Regions from separate parts of the Mus musculus genome. Here region 1 is linked to region 2. Evidence: chromatin contacts called from public Hi-C data. All regions are on one chromosome and are shown on one strand. The core of a region is the stretch at or near the end of the contact, and the rest is flanking DNA. Distances in the headings are between cores, read along the strand shown.

Region 1 (2,700 bases), core at 116-2,615, 220 kb after region 2:
GAGCCTGTCAGGTCAGCAGCTTTTGCGGGTGAACCTAGCTGAGGTTCAGCCCAGAGAGCCTCTTCAGAACATACTAAATTGGTGGTCCTTACCCTTCCCAATGCTGCTGCCCTTTAAAACAGTTCTTCCTGTTGTGGACCCCCAACCATAAAATTATTTCATTGCTCCTCCATGACTGTAATCTTGCTAGTGTTATGAATAGTAATGTACACATGGCTGGAATCTCAGCCTTTGCAAATGTGTGCTTCTGGGTTTGAATTCTGCTTTGCGGCCTGATGGCTGAGTGGCACTGGGCAACAGTTTAATTTCTTAGGACCTCCTGCAAGTGGGAACAGGGGGCTTCTTAGCAGGTCTGTGGGAGGTCTCTCTCTCTCTGTCTCTCTGTCTCTCTGTCTGTCTGTCTCTCTCTCTGTTACACACACACACACACACACACACACACACACACACACACGAGTGCCTTACCAGCATTCACTTATGGGACTTGGGTTAGGTTAAGAATTAGGCCAGAACACTTCCAGCCAAGCACCAGGACTTTGCCACATTTCTCCACTTCTTGGGGTCACCCAGAGACTCATAGGTGGGGCCTGGTGCATAGCTAAATGAAGGGGGAAGGCGACTGGATTTGGAACCCTGCTGCACCTACCCATACATAGCCTGCAACCTTGGGCCCCCTTAAAATCCTAGTTTCCCCTTCTGTACTTTGGGTAATACCACCAAGCCCAACAGACCTAAAAGAGTCAAGTCAGATCATGAGGTGGCCGGTCCTTAGACTCAACGAGTGCTGTATATTTTTCAAATTGCACTGAGCTTGCTGGCTAAGCCTATTTTTCCAACTACTAGGGTGGCCAAGCTGGGATGATCCTAAGTTCAAAGCTTGCCTGAGCTTTAAGTAAGACCCTGTCTCAAAATAAAACAATGTAAAAAAGGGAGGCCTGAGGCTATAACTCAGTGTTAGAATGCTTGCCTGGCCATTAAAAAAAAAAAATTGTCTTCTCCCGGGATGTCTGCATTGAATTATTTGTTTCTGAACGGTGTGGGTGGCTGGTAGCTGGGTTTCTCTACCCATCAGTCACTCATCCACCCAGGCATTTCTCCCCGTAGAGGAGCAGGCTGGCATCGAAAAGGCATGGAGTTCTGGGTAAGGCAGCTAGTGAAGAATGTGCAGGAGAGGCCCGACCAGAAGTGAGCCGGTTCGCTCCGTTTGCAGCCTGACAGGGCTCCAGTGTATGCGAAGGTGTAGAAGCCTGCTCTGTGCGTGGCGCGAGGGGCGGGGGGGCGGGGAGCTGTGTCTTAATGGGAGGCTGCTGGAGGAAGGGTTGTTTCCAGCCGCCTCCTGAACCCACTGCTGGCTCTCTGGCAAATGAAACATGCCCGCCCCCTGCTGGACATCAGGCTAACCTCACGTTTGTATTCAAAGACGGCAAGGGAAATGACATATCCGGAAAGGTGGATTTAACAATGGCTCTAGGAAGCTCTGTGTGGGTCTGGGGACTTGTACAGGGCAGGAATTTGCAGCTGTGACTCCGTGACTGAGCCCTGGCAGTGCCTGGGGAGGGGGAACCTCTCCTCTGGGAGAATCCTGGCAGCTAGCCCCAGCTTGCAGGAGGCAGGGTCGGATAGGAGGCTGTAGAGAGCAGAGGGGGTTTCAAATTCCCAGCCCCTTGCCTCATCTGGCAGGCTTGGTTCTGGGATTTCCTGTTTTGTCCCAGATCAGCCCCAGGGGGTAACATGATAGCCATGAAAAAGAACTCAAAAATATATTCACTAGTCTCTCTCTGTGTGTGTGTGTGTATGTATGTGTATAGTGCATGTGTCCATGTGTGTGTGTGTCTGTGTCTTGACATCCATCAGCAGCTGCCCTGGGCTGGTGACATCACTTAGCTAACACTTTGTTGTTCCTTTAAAGCAGTGACCCTGCCCCCACATCCCCAGATTGCCACTGTGAACTTGTTCTGCCTTCCCCAGCATCAGGTTGTGGTAGAGGTGGAGTGGGGCCACAAAACGCAGGTCAATGGTTGGAAGGAGAGGTGGGTGGACTCAGACAGAGTTCCCTAAGGCTGGAGCAGGACAGTGGAAAAGCTGTTTGGTGAGGGGCAGGTTACCTGAGCCTTTAGCTAAGGGGGGTGGCACCCCTCAGTGTCCCGAGGACCCTGGTAGGCCACAGCTGTGTGATGCTGGGCACTTGTGGCTCTTGTCAGTCTGACCTCCTCTTTCCCTCTGTCTTTCTTCCTGGCTGAGCTACAGTGCACAGGCATGTGCATGTGCACATGTGTGCATAGGCACCCAGCTCCACGTGCTCTGCATGTTCATGCCTGCAAGCTAGAAGCCAGGATTGCTAGAGACAGGGACCCGGTTGGCTTGACTCTCCCAGAAAGGGGTTTATCAGCACTGGAAATTGACATGGGGGCTTTGCTCTTCTTGTATCCTCTTCTCGCTCTGGCCATGCTGGCCTTAGGTGGCCTTCCATGTTCAAAAGTCACCAGACTTCTCCCTGTGGTGGAGGCTCCTTCCTGTGATCGTGCCTTCTCTGCTTGGAATATCTCATCCAGGTGCTGATAGGTGGGAACCTGCTGTGTGATGTCATCTTCCAGGGGCTCCTCCCCTGGTTACTTCCACTAATGCCTCCAGGTCCTGGCTAACTCGCCGATGTAGCCCTCTTCCTGGGCCTGCTCCTTTTAGAATCCTACCTCTCTCTCA
Region 2 (2,700 bases), core at 183-2,682:
TGCATACTATGGCTATTCAGTACTGTCCAGGGCCTTGGCCTGATGGAGCTAAATGCATTATCTACTTGATTTCACAAAGCATTGTTAGCAGTGTGGGAAATGAAGGTTCAGTTAAGGAATTTCAGGTCTGGTTACAAGCTGGCTTTCTGAATAGAGTATGTTCTTGAGTTTGAATATCGAGACCTGGTGGGGGGGGATGTAGCTCAGTTGTTTGGTAGGGTGTTGCCTGGCATATGTGAAGTCCTACATTTGGTATGTCTGTAGTAACAGAAGGAAGGTATGGAAGTAGGCTCAGGGGGTCAAGGTAATCCTTAGCTACACAGTGAGTTTGAGGGCAGCCTGGCTCTATGACACCCTATCTCAAAAACAGAAATAAAAAAAAAAGCGAGGTGGTGGTGGCATAGGCTGTTAATCCCAATACTCAGGAGGCAGAGGTGGGGATATCTCTGTGAGTTCTGAGGCCAGCCTGGTTTACAATGGGAGTTCCAGAACAGCCAGGGCTACACAGAGAAACTCTGTCTTGAAAAATCAAAAAGAATTTAAAAAGCCTAAAAAACCTAAAAAAAAAAAAAAAAAAAAAAAAAAAAATTGAACGGTTCTTGAAGGCAGAGACAGGTGGATTTCAGTAGGTTAGAGAGCAGCCCAGCCAGAGCTACAACAAAAGACCCTGTCACAATAAAAACCAAACCAGGGCTGGAGAGAGGGCTCATTGGTTAAGAGCACTGACTGCTCTTCCAGAGGTACTGAGTTCAATTCCCAGCAACCACATGGTGGCTTACAACCATCTGTAATGGGATCTGACACCCTCTTCTGGTATGTCTGAAGGTAGGACAGTGTAATCACATACAAATGCATCTTTAAACCAACCAACCAATCAACTGAAATGGAGTGCTTGCAAACACCTCTGGCTTCTAGTTCTCAGCTTAATTTGCTTAGTTTCCATCTTGATATTTCTAATGACCTTTGAACAAGGGTCCTGCCATTGTCATTGCGCTCCAGATCCTGCAAATTAGGTTGAGGTCCTGCCCTCCATCAGCATGGTCGTTCTGTTGCTCTTTTCTTTTGTATGTTACACTGGGGAAACGAGGCAGGAAAAGATGCAAAAAGGCCAGGAGCCAGAGGGCTAGAAGGGGTTCGAACCCAGACACTGGCCAGGCTGTGCCAAGGTTCAGGCACAGCCCCAGGTTGGCGTCCCCTCCCCCCCACGGCAGCCCGGGCACTCCGTGCGCGCTCCCGTGCCTCCCACCCCGCTCCCTCCGCGGCGGCGGCGCGCGCTCGCCCCAGCGGGCGGGCACAGCGGTTGTGTGGCCTGCGAGTTTCCCCGAGTTCACACAGGCCCTGCCGTTGGCATGGCAACCGGGCAACCTGTTCCAGAGCCGCCCGCCCGCCCGCCCGCTCCGCACACGCCGCTGCCACCGCCGGAGCTGGGGCCGGCGCCGGCGCCGCTCCCATGATGCACCGCGTCAGCCCAGTCCCCAGTGGGCCGCCATGTTGTCGGAGTGAAAGGTAAGGGGGAGCGAGAGCGCCGGCGAGCGAAGATCGGGGGGCCGGAATCCATCTTCATCCTACCGCTCCGCCCGTGAGTATCCGCGCCCCGGTGGCCCCAAACCGTGCTCCGAACCCCCAGCGAGCCGATGCGCCTCTCGTATTGGCGTTTGGCAGCGGTTGGCGGGGCGAGAAAGGGCTTAGAGACGCCGCCGGGCCTGGCGGAGGCACCGCGCTCGCTCCGCTCGTACGTGTTTGGGAGGCGGCAGCGAGGCCCTATTGTTATCCGCGAGGAGGGGGTGGGGAGCGGGCCGCGGCCGGGGCCCGGCTCGCCCGCGGCTGCCGGCGGCTCCGTGCCTCCGTTCGGCCCTGCCGGGAGTCCCTAGAGGTTGGTGTTGCCGTTCGGCTCGGCTTCTTTTTTTTTTTTTTTCCTTCCTCCCCTGCATTTATTTATTTATTTTTTGGATGGATCTGAGCAGCCCCAGGTCCTCTCTTGTGGCCGCGGAGTGGAGATTCTGTGGTCCCGCGGGCTCCTTGGACTTGGCTGGAGCTTCCGTGGCAGCGCCGAGGGAGGAACAATACAAGGCTTTAGAAAGCGGGCGGTGGGCCACGGTCCTCGGGCGAGCCCCCCATGGTGGTGGGGGAGTGGGCGATCTTGCAAGCCTTGAAATATGGAGAGGTGACCATCAGGAAGTTTCGGATCGCTTTTTAAGCGCCTGGGTTCCTTGTGGCCTTTTGTTTCTGTGAGAGCTTGTGTGTGTTTTCCTCCCCCTTGAGGAGGGGGTGTTCTTCCTCTCTGATCCTCCCTGTGTTGGTGTGCTTCCCTCTCCAAGGGGCTTTCAGCAGGTAGTAGGACAAACATGTAGATAGCTACACAGTGCTACAGTTTCGGTCCTCACGAACGCGGTGGGTAAACATGGGTCATTTGTTTGACTCGTCAGTACCACTCCCACGTTAAGGGAGGAACACTCCAGTAACTTTTCTCCAGTGAAGCTCACCCCTCTTCCCAAGAGCTCCCCTCCCACATCGCGAGGAACTCCCACATAGATGACCAGAGAAGGCTTTATCCCCACCATAACTTTGAAGGATTGTTCGTTTTCATTGTGCAAATTACGATAACGCTTCGTTACACTTGATCATTTTGCTCACCCCATTAATTACTGGGATTATTAAGATGATTTATGAGGGCTTTTGGGCGTTCAGTTTTTAAAGCCA

The links. Hi-C and Micro-C count contacts between places; a contact is called where the count stands out from the background.
Region 1: a Hi-C map of cerebral cortex shows a contact between it and region 2, with 1.5 times the contacts expected there. The contact joins the enhancer-like site here to the promoter of Pum1 in region 2. A contact is called at or near these places in 2 of 39 promoter capture datasets (both in liver) and 4 of 484 Hi-C or Micro-C datasets (the G1E-ER4 cell line, cerebral cortex, cortical neurons and 1 more).

Annotation. Positions count from the first base shown.
Region 1 is chr4:130,877,361-130,880,060 of GRCm38.p6, forward strand. No RefSeq gene overlaps it. Among named protein-coding and RNA genes, the nearest start is that of Gm35294, 7.7 kb to the left of the region's middle. Within about 2 kb of position 1,366, at least 59 of the 459 cell types and tissues checked have an H3K27ac peak or open chromatin away from gene starts, as enhancers often do. A contact at or near this core is called in cerebral cortex and cortical neurons, where this site is marked.
Region 2 is chr4:130,661,889-130,664,588 of GRCm38.p6, forward strand. Pum1 (pumilio RNA-binding family member 1) reads left to right here and starts at 1,433. Exons shown (of 22, transcript NM_030722.3): 1 at 1,433-1,579.